Regions from separate parts of the Mus musculus genome. Here region 2 is linked to region 1. A link is a contact called in public Hi-C data. All regions are on one chromosome and are shown on one strand. Each heading gives the region's core, a stretch centred on a gene start, on an enhancer-like site or on the middle of the called end of the contact. The rest is flanking DNA. Distances are from core to core; before and after follow the strand shown. Region 1 has its middle 19 kb from the start of Ankrd60. Region 2 overlaps Zfp831 (zinc finger protein 831).

Region 1 (4,633 bases), core at 982-3,481:
TATTTTGGTGAAGAACATGGCTGGGTTTTGCCCTTGTCTGGAGAATCTGCCTGAGGCTGAGGTGAAGATAATCAAATTAATTGCATTAACAAAGGGAGTCTCAAAAAAAAAAAAGCCTAGTTTAAACATTGTCCTGAGGCCTCACCTATTCAGTCTTATGAAGAGCGTTTTGATCAAGCATGGCTAGCAAGCTTAAAAAGTACAAAGCGTATGGATCAAGTAATAATCAAGGGCACCAGGTAGGGAAGTGCAGCTGGATCCTGTGGTCAAGGAGATAAATGGATTAAAGGAGTGGTGGCCTCAGGGCAGGATCCCACCCAGCTAAGCTTGTTGTTTATGCTTGGAGTTGAACAATGGATAGTTATATTATTACGACATGGTTATTGCTTTTGTTTGGACATAGGAGATATGGTTGTGGGTCACCTTGACATAGGATGGCACGCGCTTTTGATCTGGATCTTAAACATAATCACCATGAAAAGCTTAGGTCCAGGCATGGTGGTCCACACCTTTAATCTTCTGGGAAGTGTTTTCTGAGAGCACAGAGAAGCCGTGTTCTAGGGATAACCAAGGCTGTACCTCGTGCTGCAGCTGTACTCAGTAATGTGTATGAGTCACCCAGATGGTACTGGTTTTGAAGGCATGAAGGGGTCATGGAGAACAGCTGAGGCTTGGAAGGCCTCATAGAGGCCACAGAAGGCCATTGGTGAAGGTGAAGCCTCAGTTCCAGTTGACAGCCCAGGACTGAAGGAGACATGCAAAAAAAGTTGAGGCTTGGCACCATGAAGAGAGCCTATGAGAGGCTATCGGTGCAGCCTACTTGCAGCAGAAGACCCCAGTGTATTGTAGATGCTCATGCCATGGGATGACCATCAAGAACAGCAGCAGCAGTGGAGTGGAATCAGCCATAGCCTAAAGTACCACAGAAAGCAGAGCTGGAGACGTGACCCAAGCCCATTGGAGGAGCCCAGAAGATCATGTGTGGACCCCAGACACTGGAACAAGAAACTGTACCGTTGAAGTTGCCTTGAAGACCCCAAGATGTTTGGGATGTCAGAGTGTGGGATACCTGCCGAGGAAAGCTGCTAACAGGGAATAGAGCCAGCCCAGAAGAAAGAACTCCGATGCAGTCAACAAAGATGAAAAAGGAGTGAAGATCTGAAGACAGCTTTGACATCAGACATAGAGATGCAGAGTTGGGAGATTGTCCGGCTGATTTTTGGTCTTGCTTTGTCCAGGATTTCTTCACTACGCCATTTTGGAATGACAATGTATAGCCTGTGATGTTTGAGTTATGTGATCTGGTTTTTTTTATTATTATCATTTTGATTTTATAGGTGATCACAGTTTGGAGACTGGATGACTCTCATAAGAGACTTAGAACTTTGGACTTTTAGACGTTGTTGAGACTGTGATAGGCTATGAAGACTTTGGAAGTTGGACTAAATGTATTTTTCATTATGCTATGGCTAGGTATGGCCCCCATAGACTCATATGTTTGAACAAGTCTATTAGAGTCAGGGAGTAGAACGTGGTGGTTTGAATATGCTTGGCCCAGGGAGTGGCACTATTAGGAGGTGTGGCTTGTTGCAGAAAGTGTGTCACTGTGGGTATGGGTTTTGAGACCCTCCTCCTAGCCATGTGGGTGCCAGTCTTTTCCTGTCTGCCATTGGAGCAAAGTGTAGAACTTTCAGTTCCTCCAGCCCCACATCTCCCTGGATGCTGCCTTGCTCCCACCTTGATAATGGACTGAATCTCTGAACTTGTAAAGCCAGCCCTGATTAAATGTTGTCCTTTATAAGAGTTGCCTTGGCCATGGTTGTCTGTTCACAGTGATGGAAACCCTAACTAGGACTCAGGTGATCCGGGCCAGAATGGTCAGTGGCTCACAGTGCAGCCAGAGCCGGGTCAGTGGCTCCCAGTGCAGCTAGAGCCGGGCTTCACAGGCTAGGCACTCGTCAACCACCAACCCCACAGGGTGATTGTGACTGAGAACAGAGACTCCAGCCTCTCCCTCCAACACACTCCAACCAACCCCTTCACTTAAGTGTTTTCTAGAACCTGTGTATCCTTGCCTGGCTATAATTCCCAACTGATTTATCTGCCTGGTTGACTGACTACCAGGCCTCCATGTGCTCAGCTTTGATTGACATACAGCCAAGAGTTGGCTGAGAGGCAGCTAGGTGACTTGAAGATTCAATGTTGCCCTGTAGGGTCCCCCACACCCCCTGCAAATTCATGGTTCCACCTCTGTACAGAACTAGGCCACACAGAGCCTCTCTCCAAACATCCCAGTGCCCCTAACTGCATTCCCATCTGCCACAGGCTAGCCTTGACCTCTGAGAATCCAAGAGAAACGGGAGTTCTGCAAACTCTGAAGCTTGCACGTCCATCTGGCCACAAGCTCTGGGAAAGGGGATGCACACTAGCTCTGGCCCCCGCATGCATGTCCTATAGCATCAGTGTTACTGGCTAAATTTGATCCTTATCTCTGTTCTGGACATGTGAAAACAGGATGCTGGGATTCTTGTTCCCAAAGAACTTGAAATTCTTTGCTAAATATATACATTGATGTATAATATATACAGCAAACGATGCCAGGCAAGATATTTTTTCCCCCTCAAAGGGATGGTCACAGGGTCTGAAGCGACCCAGGAGGTCAAAGACTTCCCTCTGGACCTGACTCTGGCAGCTGTTAACAGTCATCTTCTCCAGCTCTAATTCTACACTTCCTGGAGGGGGGATAGCGCCCCCGCCTCATACACCATCCAGAACCTTTCTCAAGATAAATCACTCCCGACTATGACGGCGGGGGTTAGGAAGATATTAAATTATCTGGCGTCTCTGTGTTCTTCACTTCCTCCCCTCGTGGGCTTGGAAACATCTGGAAGAGAAGGGCTGGGAGCATCTTCAGGACTTAATGCCTTTGGGACAAGTCCGGTGAACAAGGCAGGGTGGTGGGGGTGGGGTGAGGTGGGAGTGGAGACTGGAGGGAACTGCAGAAGTAGCAGCAAGTGTGTTCTGGAGCTAGCCTAGGAAGAGGAGGCCAGGCTACACCTCACTCTGAATGGAAACTCAGACACTGGAGTGGTCTCAGGATCCCAAGGTGAGCACCCATAGCTGTGAGCCATGTGACAGCCAAGCATGCTAAGACCACCCCCCCACCCCCCAGAGACAGACTACCTAAGTGCCCTAGGCACAAGTCCACTAGAGTCAGACACTGGATTCCCTCCACTGTCCTTGTCCCTCTGCCCTGTGTTCACATGACTCAAGCCAGCATGAGTGTTGGATGTTAACCACTACCTTCCACACCCATACACACATCTGAGAGTGCACACAGGAATACGCACAAGCTAAACAGAACTCTGGGTCCATTGACAGAAATCACGGGCCAACAGTTGCTCATCTAAAGTGCACAATCTAGAAGTTTCTAGACTGTTGTGCAACAATCACTTCCATTAGACACCCCAACATGTGCACCCTGCCCACGGGCTACTTGAACTCACTTCCTACCCTGCCTTTCCTGGCAGGCCTCCCCACTGGCCACCGGTATTAAGTTCCTGTTGCTGTGGGTTTTATTTGTAGCTCGTAACTGGGTTTGACCCATTCACTTAGGTTTAATTAAAAAAAAATTTTTTTTTTGCTTTCTGTGGGTAACTAATATTCCCCTGTATGAACACCTCAAATTGGGTGGCTAGATTTTCTGATCATGTAGGCAAAGGTGCTACAAACATGACCGTATGTGCCTTTCTGTGTGGAATTATAGCTCAAGTTCTCTCTGGTATGTACCATGGAGTGGGCTTGAAGGGTCTCACAGTATTTCTGTGTCCGACATCCGAAGATGTCCCAAGCTCTTTTCCAAAGAATCTCATGGCTCATTCCAGCAGAGCCTGGCCAGACTCCCCCACCTGCCTGCCAATACCTGCTGCCATCTGTCCTTTGACCTGAACCCTCCTTGATACCACACTTTGGTGCCTTGCATCGGCTCGTCTCTCCTCTGGCTCACATATATCCTCCCCAAGCCTACGGAGGATGGGAGTGAATCATGGTGACTTCCCATCTGGGTCAGGGTTCAGATCCATGTGCCCATGTAAGTGGTATGTGGGACACTCCTGTAAACCCTGCTCTGGAGCGATAGAGACAGGAGGAGCCCTTGCTGGCCAGCCAGTGTAGCTGAATCAGCAAGCTTAGGCTTCCTTCGCTTAGAGATTCTCTTAACAATGTTGTGTTACATTATGCGTATAGGGGGCAGGTGCGGGTGCACACAGATGGAGCTGGTCAGAGGACAAGTTGAGGAAGTCAATTTTCCCTATGCGTCGCGTGCGTCCCAGGGATCAAACTCAGGTCATCATGCTTGGCAGCAAGCTCCTTTATCTGCTGAGCCACCTCAGCAGCCCAAAGGCGAGAAAAAGATAACTCATGTCCAGCATGGCCACCACACACACCTGCACGTGCACACTCAAGCATGAGCACACACAGAGAAGGCTATATGAAGGGTGGAGCAGGGGTCTGGCGAGGGCCAGGATGATCTAAAGAAGCCATCTGGCTGGCTTTGTCCCTGGAAGAGATGGCTGTGAGGTAAGGAAGGTGGTGACGGAGCCCCAGTGGGCCCCAGCGCAGGAACACTGAGGTA
Region 2 (4,774 bases), core at 1,374-3,873, 1.1 Mb after region 1:
AAATGCTAGGCCGGGCAACCAAATGAGAGTAGAAAATAGGGTAGGGTGAGCTGTGAGCCCTCAACATCGCTCTCACCCCATTGGCCCCTCCCTCTCATCCACCCCACCACCACACCCCTCAATTCCCAATTGACCCTTTTGGTTAGAACCTTTAGGATTAATTCTAACTAAGGTGTTAGCAGAAATCTGAGACACAAAATGTCCGAAACAGCGAGTCTTCTGGAGGAGACAGGTGATCCGCCACCAACCTTAGGTGACAGAATCCCAAGGAGAAGGGGCTTTGCTGTTCAGTCCTTTAAGCCCCCTAATGATGTCATGGGAAAGGTTTGATTCTGATGCTAATGGCCCTTTGCCACCTGCCTAACCTTTTCCTAATCCCTTTGCATCAAGAGGGGTTAGGTGTCCACATCTGGCTGGGAGCTGAGAGCAAGGTTGTTTTGATGGAAGTTGTTTTTGCCATAGCATCTGCTCTCACGCTCTGCTTTGCCTTGGACTCAGCGCACCTGAGACGCTGAAGCCGCTGTCCTCGGTCTCCCAGCTTCCTGTGAAGCGGGGGTGTTATAGAAACCAGTAATTTCATTTGTGGACTTAGAATTCATTTGTTTTTAAGTCGAGGGACATCTGTCTCTTTTTGCCCCAGGCCTTCATCTGTAAAATGGAGTATGGCTAGTGTCTAATCTGGCTTCTGTCTAGAAAGTCCTGACTCATTCCAAGGGGAGGGGGGCGTTGCTGAGAGGCCCACATCACAGGATCCTCTAGGTCCAACAGGGAGCGAGGTCTTGGCAGAGAGCTGTTACAAAATGACAGTACTCTGTAGCGTGTGACCAGGGTAGCAAACAGTAGGGGGCGCTACCGTTTTCACCCCACATCTAGAGAAGATGTCTTTAGGCCACAGGAGTGAGCCAGAAGTTGTGGAGTCTCATTCCGCTGCCAGGGACTGGGTCCCTAGTGCGACACAGAGAAGGCTAGGGTATTTATGCTTCATGTACATCTCTGATGGATGTTCCAGAGGGAGCTCAAAAAGTCACTGGTGCTCTGCTTAAGGTCCCCAACCTCCAGACAAGGTTCCCCTCTCCTGTTGGCCTTCACCTCAACCTTGGATGCTGGCAGGGAGCTCAGAGAATCAGCTCCAACAACAAGCAGCTTCCTGCTTCCGCATTTGAGGGTTTCCGCCAAATGTTTTTCCTCACCTGAGTTTCGATATGGCCTTTGGGGTCAGAGGTGGCTGCCAAGGTTACCCACCTCCCCATCCTCACTGGCAGGGAGTCGTGCCCAAGTTCATAGTGGATGAAAAGATAGGTTCCTAGATAGCCCCCTCTCTGCTAAAACTCTTAAAATGTTGTTTGTTTGTTTGTTTTTAACTTTCAGTTTTGTTTTGTTTTTTGTTTTTTTTGTCCCAGCCCAAAGGCATTAGCTTTTGATGGCTACGAGGCACCTGACATGCTGGAGACGGACAAAGCCACCTCTGAGCACGAACATTTGAAATTATTAAGTGTTCATTAAAGCACCCCCGGGCGCACAGTGCTCTTAGGGATGTTAGCGTCTCAATTTTCTATAATTTCCTTATTTTTCTCTTCTAGCTAAAGGCAGATGAAAAACGAACTCGGTGCATTTGAGTCTCTGAATCATAGTTAATGTGCGACGCCCCCTCCCTTAACTGCGCTGTTTCCCTCTGCCTCCTCCAGTCTCCTTCCCTATCAATTGGATAAACTTCTTAATCCGTTTAACCCCTACTCTGACTGCCACTCGGGAAATGCATGCAAAGACCCCCGACCAGCTCTCTCTACACCCTGACTCGCTTTGGGCAGGGGTCTGCGGGCTGGGAGCTGTAGAAAAATCGAGAAGACTGCAGCACTGCATCCCCGGCGCCGGCAGGAACTCGGGGGCAGCTGTCTGGCAGGTGGCTGCAGGCTGGGGTGCAGAGCAGACCCTACGCAGCCACCCACGACCCCCAGCCCCATCGCTAGGCTTCCGGGGGGACTAGGGAGCTGCGGCTGTGCATGGACTGTTCTGGAAAAACACCAAGCTCCAATCCCCCTCCCATCCGCCCTCCTGTGACTCTGGTCTTACATGAGCAGAGAGGGAACAACAGCTAAAAGCTGTTTTTCTCTTTCCCTTTCTTTTTATTTTTTTGACAACAACCTCACATAACCTCAAAAAGTTACCCATGAATTTACCAAAAACTTTTTATGAAACTACTTTAACCTCTGGTGGGGGTTAAAAACAAGCTCTGTGGATTTATTATCCGGGGGAAAAAAAAAAAAGCGAAGCATGACTCTGTATTTGCTGGAAAATCGTCTACCAAGCTTCAACGGCGCCCCCTACAGCTGCCTGCGAGGAATAGCCAGCGCCGACTGCAGCAGGAGCTGCAGGCTGCCCAGGACCTGGCAGGACCTGATCCCCGGCGGGTGATTGGACCCCCTCCACTGCACCCCGGGTCTGCTCCGAACCCGGACACCTTGCTGGGTCTTAGTTTATATTTTTTGAAGTTCAAATGGCTAAACCAGGAGCAGGCTAATCGCCAGCAGGGTTTGTACTGCCAGCCTCGGCTGGACCCCTGCAGAGCAGGCGAAGCTTACAGTCTGAGCACGCAGGCGACCCTTGCTTGTTTGTTCCTTTTTGCTGCTTTCACGTAAATGCCACCCAGATGTACTGAAGGAAGAATGATGACCCCCAGAGGAATAAGGACAGGAGTATAGGCAGGGGCCTCGTAGGAGGCTGAGACCCAGAGAAGCTGAGCATTGCAGAGAGCAGGGTGAGAGATGGGAAAAGAGAAGACCGGGGGATGGGGTGAGGGTCCCTGTGAGAAGGAACGTGGATATGGTCAGCAACCACCCTCCCAACTTCAAAACACCCCAGCTCTCCCTCAGAACCGTGTTTTTAGGAAGCACATGGAAGGAAAGAAAGAAAGAAAAAGAAAAAGAAAAAAAAAGCCGTTCAGAAAAACAAATGTAAATCAGAGACAGAGGAGCGGGCGCTGCAGCCTGCCCAGAAGAGGCAGTAGCATGCGGCACTCAGATTCTCTGGTCCCTCACACCTGAGTCCTGCTGCTAAGGACTGAGCTTTGCTTCAGAACTGAGAGAGAAAGAAAGAGGGAGGGAGGGAGGGAGGGAGGGAGGAAGGAAGGAAGGAAGGAAGGAAGGAAGGAAGGAAGGAAGGAAGGAAGGAAGGAAGGACAAAACCCAACAAAACAAAACAAAACAAAACAAAACAAAACAAAACAAAACAAATGCAAAAACCAAACTATCATCCGGGTAATCTTAGCTCCTATACAGGGAGAAAGCCAGCTCTGGTCTCTATGAGAAAAATCTAGAATTTGACAGTAAATAGATCTTCCAGTGTTTACATGATGGTAATTCAAACTCTCTCTCTCTCTCTCTCTCTCTCTCTCTCTCTCTCTGTCTCTGTCTCTGTCTCTCTCTCTCTGTCTCTCTCTCTCTCTGTCTCTCTCTCTGTCTCTCTCTCTCTCTCACACACACACACACACACACTACTGTCAGAGATCTTTATTAAGGGGGGGGGGGCTCACTGCCGTTTCTCTTTGTCATCTAACACCCACACATTCAGCATCTGGCTTAGGAGAGCCAAATGCCAAACGCAGTTTGTCTGTATCCTCTTTTGGGACTCACCGGTTGGATTTGAGGGGAAAATTCCTTTTCTTTCTCCCTTCTGGTCCTGGAGACTATAGGAAGACAGCTGCTTCTCCACACCCCCAACTCCCTAGAAGTCCCGTGGGGAATGTGGTGGCACTTGGGGGAGGTGGGCTTTCTATTCTTATCCCAGAAAGGTCTGTACCCGTCCCCTCCTGATAGGTATGTGTCCTTTCTTCCCAGCTTCTCACTGAACCGGGTCCATTTCGAGTTTGTCACTTGCATCCAAAGTTACATTTGTGATTTGGGGGCATCTTTCCCAAGATGGAATTTCTGGGTATCCCGTATCTCCCAAACCCCCTTGCCCTGACCCAGCCTAGGCTTCTTCCTGCCCTTCTGACGGTAGAGCCTGGTGTTCTGATGCCTCTAGTGGTGGACTCCAGTATAGCACCCTGTTGCTTTAGCAGAACACACGGGCATTCCTACTTTGTCCACTAGCTATTTCCTGGGGAGCTGTTGTGGCTTCTAATCGTACCTTTCCTGTTTTCTCTCTCCACGAAAGATCTGGCTACATAGCCCAGGCTGCCTCAAACGTACGGAACTCCTCCTGCATCATAGTTGCCACCCACCAGGCTTTACCCATTGTTTCTGAAAGGGCAATCTAAAATCCCGTTGTGTCTTCCTTGTATCCTAAAACGTTGAACGTTGCAGTGGAGACCATAGAGAACCAAAGACATGTCTGCATCTACCTCTGCTAAAGTGGGTTAAATAGACTATGCTTTTGACTCTCACAAGCTCACACGTTCATGGCTCAAGTGAGAAAGGTGGTATATGTTTTCATCTGGAAGCGATTGTTCTCCTTTTACAGTTGCTTCTGGGTTCTGCTGGGTTTCCATGCGTGGTTTCTACCCTCTGCTTTCACTCTGTCATGCTAGCACACGACGCTGCTGTTCCTAAGTGGCAGAGGAGGCTCTTCATTTTCTGCTATTAATTTTTATCTGTTGTGTTCTGTTGTACTTAATTTTAATTAATTGAAGTGACTCATTATAAATACAATGCATAATTTAAAAAAAAAACTAAAAGAGAGAGGGAGAGAGAGAGAGAGAGAGAGAGAGAGAGAGAGAGAGAGAGAGAGAAATCCTCTTAGTCCATTCTAAGTAACTGCATTTTGAAGCTCAGAATGA

The links. Hi-C and Micro-C count contacts between places; a contact is called where the count stands out from the background.
Region 2: a Hi-C map of the N1E-115 cell line shows a contact between it and region 1, with 22 times the contacts expected there. The contact joins two enhancer-like sites. A contact is called at or near these places in 1 of 15 datasets of contacts at CTCF or cohesin (embryonic stem cells), 11 of 484 Hi-C or Micro-C datasets (B cells, the HPC-7 cell line, the N1E-115 cell line and 7 more), 1 of 115 datasets of contacts at active chromatin or transcription factors (fibro-adipogenic progenitors) and 1 of 9 other capture datasets (embryonic stem cells).

Annotation. Positions count from the first base shown.
Region 1 is chr2:173,556,505-173,561,137 of GRCm38.p6, forward strand. No RefSeq gene overlaps it. Among named protein-coding and RNA genes, the nearest start is that of Ankrd60, 19 kb to the right of the region's middle. Within about 2 kb of position 2,232, at least 2 of the 459 cell types and tissues checked have an H3K27ac peak or open chromatin away from gene starts, as enhancers often do. A contact at or near this core is called in the N1E-115 cell line, where this site is marked.
Region 2 is chr2:174,671,843-174,676,616 of GRCm38.p6, forward strand. All of the region lies in intron 3 of Zfp831 (zinc finger protein 831), which reads left to right. Among named protein-coding and RNA genes, the nearest start is that of Zfp831, 31 kb to the left of the region's middle. Within about 2 kb of position 2,624, at least 147 of the 459 cell types and tissues checked have an H3K27ac peak or open chromatin away from gene starts, as enhancers often do. A contact at or near this core is called in the N1E-115 cell line, where this site is marked.